Linked DNA regions of Anser cygnoides: region 1 is linked to region 2. Evidence: chromatin contacts called from public Hi-C data. All regions are on one chromosome and are shown on one strand. The core of a region is the stretch at or near the end of the contact, and the rest is flanking DNA. Distances in the headings are between cores, read along the strand shown. Region 1 holds the start of C8A (complement C8 alpha chain). Region 2 holds the start of USP24 (ubiquitin specific peptidase 24).

The links. A called contact is a pair of places that touch in the nucleus more often than the background predicts.
Region 1: a Hi-C map of liver shows a contact between it and region 2, with 8 times the contacts expected there. The contact joins the promoter of C8A here to the promoter of USP24 in region 2. A contact is called at or near these places in 2 of 7 Hi-C or Micro-C datasets (granulosa cells and liver).

Annotation. Positions count from the first base shown.
Region 1 is chr8:29,023,070-29,025,769 of Taihu_goose_T2T_genome, reverse strand. C8A (complement C8 alpha chain) reads right to left here and starts at 1,349. Exons shown (of 12, transcript XM_048062076.2): 1 at 1,132-1,349. The coding sequence starts at 1,250.
Region 2 is chr8:28,521,047-28,523,746 of Taihu_goose_T2T_genome, reverse strand. It overlaps USP24 (ubiquitin specific peptidase 24), which reads left to right and starts at 1,444. Exons shown (of 67, transcript XM_048062107.2): 1 at 1,444-1,893. The coding sequence starts at 1,561. It overlaps LOC106032991 (a long non-coding RNA gene), which reads right to left and starts at 1,322. Exons shown (of 8, transcript XR_010833413.1): 1 at 678-1,322; 2 at 1-539.

The DNA.
Region 1 (2,700 bases), core at 100-2,599, 500 kb before region 2:
TTCCAAGCCAAAACATTATTATCATTATTTTGGCAATTAACTAATGAGCAGTCTGTTTTACTTACAAGACTGCAGCCCAAAGAGAAATCCCGATAATTAGCGGAGGTAGGGAGCACACTGGGCATTCATCAGCAAGACCACCAGACGAGAGGCACAGCGGCTCGGGCAGGGAGCCCGTGGGCACTCATCACCCGCCGGGAGAACAGCGGGATCCTGCAGACACGCACGGCGTTGGAGGAGGCACCCGTACCGATCCCTCCTGGCTCTGACAGGAGGTTTTGTGGGCCGTGTCCTTCAGCACTTCACCAAGCACTTAATTGGCTCACCTTCGACTGGATTTCATGTTTACCTCTTCATTATTCTGCCTTGTTTGATAAGTTCATCAAACATCAAAAATCTCGTCTTTGTTCATTTTCAAAAGGGATTATCAGAATAAGCCTTCATAATTAAGTGTATCACTACCATGATTTTTTTTCCCTTCTGCCTTCTCCTTGTCTTCACGTTCCAATTATCAGTGATACCTTTTCTTGATCCTTCTAAATCACATTTGCTTTTACAACAAGCCTGAAATTAATAACTGTAGGAAAAACAAACAAACAAAAAAACAACCCTTCTCCTATCATGACACTGTAGGTTTAGAAAAAAATAACTTGTATATCCCCTTCCTTCAAAGCTTGAATGACACTTGTATAGGTTAATAATATTGTTTAGAGAAAAAAGAATAGAGGTACATGCTTCTGGCTTGGATTGAAAATTGGGTTGTGTACATGCACTTGTTAAGTGTCAAATGCAAAATAATTATTATGAGAATGAATATGAAAAATATTTCTTTGTAAGTCTTCCTGTATAAGGAATTCACTCCAAATGCCCCAAAATAATATGGTGATTTTGGTAAAGACGTTTAAGCAGGCTTAATAGTCATCTGTGAAAGAAAACCCATTGTGCAAACAGTTCATATAAGAAGGAATTATGATTCCTCGCTTGGGCTTGGATAACGGCCAACATATTTTTTTTTCTGGAAGCTGTTTACAGAGAGCACAGTGTGCACATGCCTCAAGTCAAGACGAAATTGATGGGCTGACTGACTGGCCCGCAGTTTCTGTACGTAGAGCTGGGTGGAAGCAGACTTACCTCTGGGAAGGCGCCGCCACCGGCTCCCCGTGTGCCGCAGCCGTGCCCTGACTTGCTGTTAGAGACAGTGAGCATACAGCGAGAATCAAAGGAGAAACCTGACGCTGGCTCCACCACATTGTTTTTCCATATGTGAATGTTTGCTATTAATTAGCTGCAAGCAAAAGCTTGAGGCTTCGGCAGGCCGTGGGGCCAGTGTTGCTGGGAGAAGCGCGGAGCCCCCCGGCCCAGCATGCTGCGGTAAATCATTGACGATGGCACCCATCAGATCACAAAGAATCAGGACACGTCCCGGAGGCCTTTGCCCTTTTGGAGACAAATTCCCAGTTTTCTGGCAAGGGAGTATATTAGACTGTTTCCACATGGAAGTCAGTCAGGCCCGATCGAGGCAGTTGTGTTTCTTGCCCACCCTGTACCCTCCAGTTCGTTTGAAGGAAGAAAATCATTTTATTTCCCACAACACCTGTAATTTTGGTGCACCTGGTCACTTCCCAGCACAGCGAACTGAAGATTCTTACAAAATTCTGTTATGAGGGACACACACCACCCAGATACAACATGGAGATGTCAGTTCAGCTTTTTCCCTTTGCCATTCCCATAAGGTAGTGTCCCATGTCCAAAGCCACTGGGAATTATCACCTGGTTCAGAAGGGCTTTGGGATGGTCCTACGCAGTCACTGCAACTTGGGGATCTAAACCCTCATTTTTAAAACTGGTTTGGGATGAGGAAGATGCCCCTTCACTCTGAAATTGTGCCCTATCCCAGCTGCTGTGTGAACCTGTCCATGGGTGGTGGCTTTAACGCTTTTAGCAGGCTGGGACCTCAATGCAGAAGTAGTGCATGTGCAAGTGCACAGGTATGAGAAAATAACACCATACAAAGCAAAACACCATGGGTTGTATATTATTAAGAGAATAGCCACACGATAAGGATATTTAGGATATTATTTTTCACGTGTTGAAAAAAAGGGAAAAAACAGGCATTGGAAAACCACTTGCACATAGGGTTGCACATAGCCTTCAAAATCCCCCCTGAGGGCTTCTGGGCAGGAACAAAAGTGCACAAGGACTCTGTAACATTATTATTAGTTAGTTAAAAATAGAAAAAAAAAGATATCTATGGAGACTTTTGTATTTGAACAAGCCTCCATGTCTCCCTGCTTTTCTTCTGCCGAAGAGGGCTGAGATACTTCATGCATAAATGAAGCGTTCCCAGCAGACAACTGGAAACTTGAACCTCAATAAATTTGAGAGAAAGTGTAATTATTGTAGGAAAATCTGGTCTTGGGCTATTACAGCTATTAAGCGGACAGTGAATTGTTCTCTGCCCACAAAAGACTGGGATAGAAGTGTCACTTTGTGTGTATTTCCCAAATTAATGTGAAGCTCGTTTCAATAGCCGGTATTGTAAATTATCAAAATAAAAGGACCTCTTACTGTGTTATTTTAATGTAATTAAAGTTTAGAATGACCCTGGAGCTTGTCTGCACTAAACAGGAAGAAATGTATCACATGGGTAAACTCTGTAGTGAGATGAAATGAAAACTGCCTTTTTGTGACCTTCAGGAG
Region 2 (2,700 bases), core at 195-2,694:
ATGGGTAAATTCAAATTCCCTTCAAACTTCTTTCAGGACAGCAAAGCATTGGTAACTTAACTGTAAAGCATTCTCTTCTGTGCTCAGTCGTCTGGGATTACAAGCAGTTCCTCCATTACTTTTGGTATGTTTTCATTAATTAGCTCAGTGCAAATTTACAGCACCCCTTCCTTGAAATAAATCTGAAATCAATAATGACATCTAATAAAAGATAGTACTTTTTCCTCCAGTCTTGTCTTCCACTAGTAAAGGAAAATGATGCCAACTGACTTCATCAGCCTATGAGGATTAAATCATTACTTATGTTTCAGAAATGAGAAAGTGTAATTTAAACGTTGAGCACATGAGTAAGCAGTGAGTCAATATTCAGCATATTAACTGAATGCACTCAAAGTGATAGAGTTTTTTTCTTGAGCCTGGCGAGACTGAGCCATAACAGTTCCTTTTATAGCTGGAGATCAGCGTGACTGAAGAACCCTCCTTCAGTCCAGACGCTGAAGTTGAGTCGGGCGCGTTACCTACGTTCCACTGAATGTCGCCTACAGAAAATAAATAAATAAAAATCAGGATATGAATAAGCAAGATGAAAGAGTCGTGATTACCTTTTGGGTCAGCATACAAAGAACATGGGAGCACTGTTGGCATACTACTATCTAAAAATTAATCAAAAACCTTACCAGTCAAACAGGCAGATCTGTCAGCCTGTTTCTTTCTACAGACACCATCAGGAGCAGCGACGGACACTGAGCTCTGAAAGTTCAAATATTGTTGGTGTTCCCTAGAAAGCTTCCCTTACGCTGAATGTAAATCTGTGTCTCAGATTTCAGGCAATTATTTGTAGTTTCCTAACCCTGGTGCTCTCAGTGATGCCAGCCCCTGCTAACACAAGATACCAGCACCGATCTTCACAAATCTTTTATCGGCTTCCTCCTTTTCTGTGGCCATTAAAGCGTTTGTTAAAATGGAGCGGTGAATGCTGCCTAGATAGCCTAAGAGATTCAGATCTACTCTCTTCCATGCGGTGCCAGAGTTTGGCCAAGTACGTTTAAGAATCATATGCAAATTCAATTCATTTCTGCTTTGGGGCAGCAGCAATTTCATTATTATTATTATTTGCACTTATTTACGGGGTTTGTTCCCTGCCGGAGGAGCCACCCGCGGGGCAGCGGGCACAGGGCCGAGCCCCCCCCCTGCGACCAGGCCGCGACCAAGCCGCGACCAGCCCCGACCCCATCCCCGGCGCTGCCGTCCCCATGGCAACGCCGCTCCCGCCACGTGACCGGCGCGGCCGCTCCCGTCGCCATGACGACGCCCCGCACGCTCCATTCATCCCCCGAGCCGAGCCTCCCCCGTCACGTGACGCGGGCAGCGCCGCGCTCTCCCCCCCCCCCCCCCCGCTTTCCCCCCCCCCCCCTTCCGGGCCGAGAGGGGAGGGGCGGGGCGGGGAGGGGGGCGAGGCGCTGCCGTCAAGATGGCGGCGCGCGGGGCGGGCAGCGCCTGAGGCCGGAGCCCGGCAGCGCCCGGAGCCCCGGCGCCCGCCTCGGCCCCCGGACCGCGGCCATGGAGAGCGAGGAGGAGCAGCACATGACCACGCTGCTCTGCATGGGCTTCTCGGACGCCTCCGCCATCCGCAAGGCGCTGCGCCTGGCCAAGAACGACATCAACGAGGCGGTGGCGCTGCTCACCAACGAGCGGCCCGGCCTCCACTACGGCGGCTACGAGCCCATGGAGAGCGGGCACGGCCCGGCCGGCGGCCACGGCTCCCCCGCGGGAGGGCCGGGACCCCGCGACGGGGACGGAGGAGGCGGCGGCGGCACCGGCGGTGGCGGTGGGGGCGGCGGCAGCGGGGGCTTCGACCCGCCGCCCGCATACCACGAAGTGGTGGACACCGAGGTGAGCCCCGGGACGGCGGCTCCGGGCTGCCCCCGAGCTCTCCCGGCGGAGGGTGAAGGGTTTGGGGGGGGAGGGGGGTGCGGGGAGCCCCCCGGCAGCCCCTCGTGGTGCCCCGGCCTCTGCCCGTGTCCCTCTGCCCGTGTCCCTCTGTCTCTCTCTGGGTGTTTTTGCAAGGTGAAGAGCACCTGGTATCGTTATTTTTCTTGGCATTCACGGAATGCATCGCTGCCCCACGATCCCCCCCCCCCCCCCCCAGCCCCGTGCCTTCTTGCATAACCCCGTAGTTGACCGCAGAGCGTATTTTTTTTTAAACGCCGTTTGCTCGACGCGAAGGAAGGTGCGAATCCTGGGTTTTGTTTGGGTAGGCCACGAGTTCGCCCGTGGAAATACAACCAGTTCAAGTGTTTTTAAAACAAAGGCTTTAACTCGTTAATTATAGCTGCGTTTTAAAAAGACGCCTGAAGCAGGAGGGCTGGCAAATGTCAGCCTCGCACGCTTCTTCCCCTTCCTCCCTGTTCTGCTTTTTTCCCTCCTCTTCCACGCTTTTCCAGAACTCGGAGCTCCTTGGCCAGCAAATTCGCTGATGGCTCTTGCTGTGCTGCCTGGAACGCGCTTGCAGCACTTACCTGTAAAGCCTTCTCCGCCTCCAGCTCTGTTCTTCTCCAAAATTTCCAAGGTGCCTACGAAAAGAGCTAAGTCAGCACTCAGGAGCCCATGGGGGTGTGAGAGCAGAAGAACGGAGCAGCCCCACTGTGCGGTACCAAAGGGCCACCTTGCACGGTGTGTTTCAGTGGCCCGCAGCAGATG